Regions from separate parts of the Mus musculus genome. Here region 1 is linked to region 2. Evidence: chromatin contacts called from public HiChIP or PLAC-seq data. All regions are on one chromosome and are shown on one strand. Each heading gives the region's core, a stretch centred on a gene start, on an enhancer-like site or on the middle of the called end of the contact. The rest is flanking DNA. Distances are from core to core; before and after follow the strand shown.

The links. HiChIP or PLAC-seq counts read pairs in DNA pulled down with a chosen protein or histone mark.
Region 1: an H3K27ac HiChIP or PLAC-seq map of SST interneurons shows a contact between it and region 2, with 17 times the contacts expected there. The contact joins two enhancer-like sites. A contact is called at or near these places in 16 of 484 Hi-C or Micro-C datasets (cerebellar granule neurons, cerebellum, cerebral cortex and 7 more) and 1 of 115 datasets of contacts at active chromatin or transcription factors (SST interneurons).

What each region holds. Positions count from the first base shown.
Region 1 is chr5:128,496,109-128,500,563 of GRCm38.p6, forward strand. No RefSeq gene overlaps it. Among named protein-coding and RNA genes, the nearest start is that of Gm33738, 55 kb to the left of the region's middle. Within about 2 kb of position 3,148, at least 3 of the 459 cell types and tissues checked have an H3K27ac peak or open chromatin away from gene starts, as enhancers often do. A contact at or near this core is called in SST interneurons, where this site is marked.
Region 2 is chr5:127,595,167-127,599,466 of GRCm38.p6, forward strand. It overlaps Slc15a4 (solute carrier family 15, member 4), which reads right to left. Exons shown (of 8, transcript NM_133895.1): 8 at 500-1,606. The coding sequence ends at 1,458. Among named protein-coding and RNA genes, the nearest start is that of Slc15a4, 20 kb to the right of the region's middle. Within about 2 kb of position 1,590, at least 36 of the 459 cell types and tissues checked have an H3K27ac peak or open chromatin away from gene starts, as enhancers often do. A contact at or near this core is called in SST interneurons, where this site is marked.

The DNA.
Region 1 (4,455 bases), core at 1,898-4,397, 900 kb after region 2:
ATTATAAATACTCATTCCTCTCACTACATCCAAAAGATCGCAATACCAATGACGTCTGGTCCTATAAAAACTGAGCAGTGCTTTCCTCTAAGGGAGGTTCATAAAACTATCCTTAAATTGATGGATAGCTGCCATTAAATGGATCGAGGCAGTTGTGCTGAGTCAGAGGAAAATTGTGGCTTTGATATCGACCCGAAACTTTCCTCTTTTTCTTTAAAAGAGTTACCCTCTCCTCTTTATGCCTTCACTAGACTATAGAGAGTCAATCAATAGCCTGGAAAGAAAGCCATATGTAAGGGATGGGGAGAGTCAGAATGTAGAAGTGCAGAGAGATTGCCCTTCCTCGGGGCCTGGGAAATCCTTCTGTGAGAAATTCCACCCAAGGTGAGGGCCAGAGGAAGATTTTTTTTTAAAGCCCAATACTGGTGCAGAGTCCTGAAGCCCCTAAGCTCATCACAGCTGAAGGAGAAGGTTCTAGCATAACGTGTGGAAGCCCAGCGATGGGCTGAGAAAAGTGACTCACTAAACAAGCAGAAGTTTGCCTACCAAGGTTGCTTTCTTAGGGTTTCCATTCCTGTGAAGAGACACCATGACCAAGGCAACTTTTATAAAAGACAAATTGTATCCTCTGCTGTGATAGTTTAGTTAAGATTGACTCCCCCGCCATCCCCCCCCCCTCCAAGGCTCACACATTTGAATGCTTAGTCACCAGGGAGTGGCACTATTTGAAAGGATTGGAAGGATCAGGAGGTGTGGCCTTGTTGGAGAATGTGTGTCTCTAGGGGTGGGCTTTGAGGTTTCAAAAGTCCACCCTAGGCCCAGAGTCCATCTCTCAGCTACTGCTACAACATCTGCTTTTATGCCACCATGCTTCCTGCCATGGTGATAACGGATTGAATCTCTGGAACTGTAAGCCAGCCCCAGTTAAATGTTTCTTCCTTTCATAAGAGTTGCCTTAGTGGTCCAGTCTCTTCACAGTAATAGGACAGTGACTAAGACGCCAGCCCTGTCTCCTCAGCCTTTGATGGGAGAGATCTGCTTTCTTGTAGCCCTGAGCAACATCCTAGGCACATGCTTCTGCATGGTGTGAGATGGGGAGATTCTCTTAGGTAGCGGTACCTTATCCTACTACCACGCACATGTCAGGTCTATCTCCTTTAAGCCACACACAGGAACATGGGGCCTTGCCTGCTGAGGGTTATGTAGCCACACACATCTGTTTGTGGATGGTGTCACCAAAGGAAGCTCAATACATTCTACAAGGAAGAAGACACAGTTGAGCCAAATGCTACCAGGGTGTACGGTATGCAGGCTTAGATTTTTCAAAACATACTTTAACAAGGGCTTTTTAATGCTTTAACCTCCTGTCTAGCACACCACCCACCAGAAGTTGTGGAAGGGAAAGGTTAAAAGGAAGGATGTGGACCTGTTTAGAAACAGTTCTTTGGGGGGGGGGGGGGGGCAACTCCAATCTTTGTTGTCAGGATATTATCAGCAGTTCAGTTCACGCGAATCAGCAGCGATAGCTTGATCCACTTGCAAACACCATTCACAAATCAGCAACAAGCAGTTCAATCCAGAAGAAACCGCAAGGCTCTGCCAATCGGGCCCGAGTCTGCATAGAAGTGGCAAGAAGCCACCACACTTTCACAAGAAGTTCTTTGGTACGTTTCGCTCTACAGAGTCAGCAGAGAGTGGCAGCGTGAACCAATGCCTGAGTCGTCCATTTTGTTGGGTTATATTTATATCCTTTCCAAACACCACGTGTCCTCTCAAGCATCCACTGTAACATAACATCACATGCCCTATTTCCAGGCAGCTTCCAGGAAAACACCACATTCCCGTTCTCAGCAAAACATCCTCACCCACATGTCTGCTTCAGCTAAGCATCCCCTCATAAGGCAGTATCCAGAAAAATATCACACGACACAACTGAGACTCCAAAGAAACCAGAAGTTTCCACTTCAACGGTGTCTCGTTAGGTGGTGACTCTGCCTCAAAGGTTTCATGTCGCTGACCACACACGAGGACCTTTTCCTTAAATGAACCATGAAGGAACTGGCCTATGGCTGCTATGGAAATATCTGTGGAGATTGCACATTTCACTGTTCGAGACCAGTCCAGACCACCCTGAGATCCGGCTGCTAACACCCCTGATCTTTCCTGAAGATGGTGCTAACCAATTTATAGATCAATGCCATCTGGACCATAATCAGCATCCTTACTGGGGGCCACTCAGAAGTGGAAACCCCACAGTCCCAAGCAACATTTCTAGCGGTGCCAGATGCAGAAAGTGCACTCAGCATTCATGAACCCAACCCTGCAACCAACAGAGTCCCCTCTGCTCCACGTTCCCAAGCCCAGCATGAGAGTTTTGGAGATAGGGCTGCAAAGTTCCTTCTGAGAGCTGCTCAGCCCCAGTGATTACTAAGCCCTGGCTATGGATCACTCTACTGAGTTCTCCAGTGAGTACGGGGTCGTATGGTGCCCAGGAGTTACACCCCTACCCCCACACTTCCATTTCCATTCTCACCACCACCATCCCCATGCTGACACTGGCTGTCTCTGTATAATTACCAGGAATGTTCCTAGGTCCCTCAGTGGTGTTTGTGTTTCTTATTGTCATGACCATGAACAACTATAACTCCTGGGTACCCTGTGGGAATCATGCCCCTGAGCTGTCCTTGGTCCCAGACAGGAGCACAGAGCTGAGAAAGGATTTATCACTGGCCTGGAACTAGTCAAGTAGACTAGGTTGGGTGGCCAGAGAGTCCCAGGCATTCTCCTGGCTTTGAATGCCCAACAGTGGCATTATAAGTACATATTACTGTACCTGGTGTTCTTTTGATTTTTTTTTTTTTAAACTAAGATTCTAGGGAAATCAAACTCAGGTCCCTGTGTTTACAAGGTGTGCACGTTAAAAACTAGGTCATTCCCCAGCCCCGACATGGTTCTATCTTTTGAAAAACCTCCCTGGACGACAGCCAACAGAGGGTATTGGCTAGGAAGATCAGTGCAGGACTGGAGAGATGGCTCAGAGGCTAAGAACACTGGCTGCTCTTCCATAGAATCAACTCCCACACAGCTCACTGTGTATAATCTCCAGTTCCAATGGATCTGGCGCCTTCTCCTGGCCTCCGCTAGTACTGCATGCACATGGTGAGCACGCAGACAACTGTACACAGGAAAGTAGTAGTGGTGGTGGTGGTAGTAGTAGTAGTAGTAGCAGCAGCAGCAAGAACAATAATAATTAATAATTAACATGATGTGGGTGCTGTTGAACTCAGCCCATATTTTCTAGAGCAGTCAGACCAGGACCTGAAACTCAGTGCATGACCACACATACAATGTGTGGTCAATCAGGCACCCCATCCGGAATGGCACATACAAGGGAAACCTCGTCCTGTGCAACCCCTCATGCCTCACAGGGACCCCGGGACCCACTCTGCCTCAGAGGCCCACTGAAGAACAACACCCCCCCCCCCATACTCACTAGACTGTGAAGTCTGGCCACAGGACCCAACATCTGGCTGGGGGAGAAGCCCATGGAGCAGAGCCCCAGGCAGAGAGCTGCGGTATGAAACGCCGGCCCTCAGCTCCCTCCCCCTGTGCACAAGGTTCCCACAACTTGGCAGCACTTGCCATCCGCAGGCAGCCCAATCAGGGCCCTTTCTTAGGGAAGAATGCTTCGTTTTCTCCCTTGTGGTGAAGGGGAGAGTGTCTTCCGTAGCCTCCCTCACAACCAAGCACCTCATCAGAGTCTAACTTCCCGCATCTGCGTGTGATAAATAGGGCTTCGCAGAAAAGGGCTACGAAACAGTTATCTGCCTCTCCCTCCCACCCCCATCCCAAAAACTCAGAGCCAGCCAGCAACTCCCCAACCAAATGGAAGAGGGAGCAGGAAGCTGCTGTGTGGATCATGGGGATCTCGTGCTGGGACTGGATCCCACCAGGCTCTGTGGAAGGGAGCAAATGTGATGGGGGTGGCGTGTGGAGGGGAAGTGGGGAGAGAGAGAGCTGATGTTTGGCCTTAGGCACCATTAGAAAAGACTAGAATACCTCTGTAGGTATCTCTCCACTCCACAGCAGCCAAGGCTACACTCCGTGAACCTCCACCCCGACCCCTATCCACTCCATCCCCACCCCCGGCGGGAGGGGGAAATGTTACATCATTGCTCTAATTTTTCTTTTCTCCTGTTGCTGAGATAAAACGCCCAGACAAAAGTGAAAGATCTGTTTTAGCCCCTATGGTCGGCCATAGCAGGAAATCAAAGCACCTGGCGTTTGAAGCACCCGCAGACACCCGGCACCCACAGACAGGAAGCAGAGAGGAATGGACGCTCCTGTTCAGCTGGCTTCCTCCTCCTCCTCCAGTCCAAACATCTCCTACCCACAGAATAATCCCACCCACCATAGTTACTGTGGTTCTTTCTAGACAATATCATACTGAGTGGT
Region 2 (4,300 bases), core at 340-2,839:
ATGCAAATACAGAAATTCCTGTGAAGAAAACCTACTTTTAGAATATGTTTTACTTGGGGTGGAAGGTTGCACATCATAATGGTGTAATGTAGAGGTCAGGACAACTGGTTCCTTCCCTCCATGTCTGCCAGCCTCAGGCTTGGGGACAGGCACCTTTACCTGCTAGGCCTTCTCACCAACCCAGGAAAGTCTACGTCGTGACAGCAGATTAATGACTTCAGCATCCAGCTTCTTCTTTAAGATATGGGCAAACCTCTGCAGAACTATCCCCCCCAACCCGCCCCAAAGCCAAGAACAAGGGGCACAGTGGATGGTTTTTATCCTGAAGCTTCTTTCTTCCTGGTGTGTGAGAGAGGCAGAGTCAGGTTTCTGGCAGAAGTGGACTTGAACACTGTGGCTCTAACACTGGGCCAAAGGAATACAAGGCTGAGCAGGCAGCAGCTGTAGGGGATGCTGAACTGATGCAGAGTATGGAGAAACCATCAGGAAGCTCTTGGTGTCAGTCTGAGAAGCTTTTATAAAATTATACAAAACACAGCAACACACACAACAGTTCAGTTGACAAACTCAGAACCCCAGATGTCAGTAACGGTACAAAGCTGGGCCAATAGCCCAGCAGCTCCCATGTTTTCCCCACTCACCACCTGCCTCCATCCTTACTGCTACACAAAGTCAAGTTCTCAGAAAAGATCTGCGTGGTGTAACTGCCAATCTCCTGCCAGCTGCTGTCTGGTTTCAGTGAGGACATGGTGTCCTCAATCACCACGGACACATGTGCTTAAAGCAGATCAGTTGTTCATGACCTAAGTCCTGCTGACCATAGTGACAGACATCTGAGATCTCAGCACTTGAGAAGCAGACATGAGGCAGCCCCAAGTTTGAGGCCAGCCTAGTCTAATAAAAACTTCTTTATCTCAGTCAACAAAACCTACTTTCTGAGCAGATGAGCCTACATGACTGACCCACAAAGGCCTTGGCATCAGCCAGGCCTGTGACAAGAGTCCATGATGGAGTAGACACAGCTCCTAGGGCTCTCTTGACATCAACCACACTTTCACCTCTAAAGAGAATCCTCCTATGCCTTGATGGAAGTGCTTGCTAATCGTAAAGGAGATGCTATGAGGAAGTAACAATATTTGTAAGGAATAAGGATGGCAGCAGCAGAACGGTGGCTGCCCAGGAGAGCATGGCTGGCTCAGGACTGGCAGAGACCTTCAGTGAGAGAAGCCACATCCTCATCTCCTGGCAGGCCCAGTGCACATGAGACGGGCCATAGTAAGGCACTCACCACCATCATCCGGGCATAGGGAGGGAGAAGCCAGTCCAGACAACATGCAAGTTCAGAAGTTGGGACACCAACAATCTAGCCTCAGTCTGCTTGCTGGCAGTGCCCTGGTAGTTAGCAAGCCCTGAGGCCTTAGAGTCTGCAGAACCTGTGAGCATGCTGGCTGGCTGCATCAGGTCCTCGTGCTGGCTGGCCCCCCATCTGTCCTGGCTCGCTGGCGGTCGTACTTCACAGACACAATGAGGAAGAGCAGCAGCGTAGCTCCCTGGATGGCGGCCAGCAGGAAGAAGTAGTAATGCAGGTGGCAGCTGTTGATGTTCCCTAGGAGCGAGCAGACACCTCCTGGTGAGCACTCCACAGACAGGGCACCTTCTCACTGGCTCTTGGCCACCTGAGAGGGCAATGGGCACTAGCCACCGGCCTCTCCCATCCTTGGTGGGAGGAAGGTGAGAAGGCAGGTGTCCCAGCCCTAGCTCTGACTCGGAGGAAGGCTTGTGAGGCTGGGTGTCACCTCAGGCCTCTCAGCGATGCTCCTGACTTGCATTTTCTCCTCCACACAGACATGAGAGAAGCTTCCTGTGCTGCTTCCTGCCTCTCTCTGAGGCGCTCTCCTATCACTGCCTACACTTAGCACTGAGTGACACTTCTGAGGATGAATAAAGCCCACACCACATTCCTCTCAGCAATGCTGCAGGGGACTGACTGTATCTAGCACGGTCCCCAATTTGTGGGCCTTCCCACATGACAGGTAGCATGAGGAGATATCGTCCCACCAAAGCGGTGATTCTCAGCCTTCCTAATGCTGCAACCCCAACTATAAAATCATTTTCATTGCTATTTCATAACTATAATTTTGCTGTTATGGATCATAATGTAAATCTCTGACATGTGACCCTAAAGGTCACCCCACAGGTTGAGAACTACTGCTCTAGAGTAAGCTAGATGCTTTTCCTTAGCATCTTTCGAGTTTTGCATATCTATATAGGCAGCCCTCCCTGTTATAATGCACACACCTTGGTCTCACCATAAAAGTAGTGTCACAGCTTTTATAGCACCCAAACTCCAGAGGAAGGAGGCAGGTGCAGGTCAGGGCCATAGACTGTGGAGCTCCCACAGCCAGGTCGCAAGGTTGGAGCCTGTGGTCTCCACTGTGACTCTGCGCCTGTGAGGACTTGGGCCTGTGTAAAGCAGCTTTAGCTGTAATGCTGCCCACCTCACACTATCACTTCTGTAAACCACCGCTCCAGGACTACTACAAAGATCCAGGACCAACATACATGCCGGTGGCAGGATGACAGCTGGGCACAGCATGAAAGGAGCACTGAGGGTGCCTCCTGTCCCCATAATGAGTCTCCACAGGTCTCATTCATAGCTCTCAGGGGCTGCCGAGGAGCACGTCAGCTATACTCCAGGTGACTCATCATACAAAAGGGAACTGGCGCACAGCTCATGCTGTGGCTGGAGGTTGTTGCACTTTCTGACACTTCAAAAGCATGTTCCAGTCTCTACTGAGAAGGTAAGACTTGTTCCTCCTAATGTCCTTTTATGCTGGGTTATTTTAAACACCCTTTACTACCTGAGCAGATGCTCTGAGTATCAAATGTCTATCAAGCAACACGGGCAAGCACAACACAGGGTCCCAACAAGCACAGACACATGATCCACAGAGAAGGACAAAACCTCTAAGTCTGCCCCAAAGGGGAAGAGTCCTGTTATCCTGAACCTCACAGACAAAAGACTGATTCAGTCAGGAAATGGAAAACAGCTTTGCCCTTGCTCTGTCCTGCTCCCTCGTGGTCAGTGACACAGCCATCTTCCAGAACCTGTCTGCAACTGTGAAAAGGTACCAGTGGTATAATCTTATGTGCAGTGGTGAAGCTGGCAAGACAAGTGGACTGTGTAGTTATGTACATACCACTGGCCCCCAGAGAAGAAAGCACACTACAGCTTACCAGGTCTAGCCTCATTTGGGAATATGCAAAAAATTCAAATATGTATCCACCACCCAAGAAACACTGAAATATAATTCTGTGGGGGAATGACACTCCAGATCAACAGGGAGCCTCTCAGAAGAAATGAGAGTCCCATGGTGACTCTATAAGAACAGAATGTGTCCTGGCCAGGGCAGGGTGCTCAAAGAGAGGAGATAGGACAGGATTCTGCACTGACCTGTACTAGCAGCATGGAGACTGAGGGCTTAGACAGCACTGGGCTGCAGGAGTGTTATTCCCACATAGGGAACAGTGGCAAGTGTTGGAAGGGGCTAGGGTACAAGAAAGTGTGCAATGGAGGCCTAGGGAGCCCTGAAACCTCACGAGGAACCCCTAGCCCACCAGGGACACCACATAAGCGCTGGTCACTTCCTCGTCTGCAAGGATGCTGACATGGAATGGGGAGGGAAGGGTGCTGTGCACCTGGTGGGAAGAAGGGGTGCTGGCCTGGAGCTCCTGTTCCTTCTAAAGAGACCAGGTTACACCAGGGCCTTTGCACAGCACTGACCCCAGTCCCTAACAAAAAGTGAGAAGCTGCTGGGCACTGCAAAGCACTACCTTAAACACACACTGGCTATACAGCAATCAAAGGAACTCTGCAGAGGCTTAGGTACAGCCTATCAGAAACAGCTGGGAACAAGAAGACACTAAATTATACCTGGTGGTGGTGGCGGCGGTGGCTCATGCCTTTTATCCCAGCACTTGGGAGGCAGACCTTTGTGAGATCAAGGCCAGCCTGGTCTATAGAATGAGCTCCAGGACAGCAAAAGCTATAGAGAGAGAAAAACCCCGTCTTTGATCTCCCTGAAAAACTCTAAGACTAAATTAGTAAATTGAGGTAGGGAGCAGACTGAGAGTGGGAATAAGCAAAAGCAGCCAACTCTGCACACACAGAACGTGTGTAGAGCCTAAGCCAGTGAGGTCACTCACACCTACAATCCCAGAACTAGCGCACTCACATGTGAGGTGGTAAGGGTTGATGTAGTGTCCTCTAGGTGAGCTAGAGTCCTCATGAGGTTGCAAT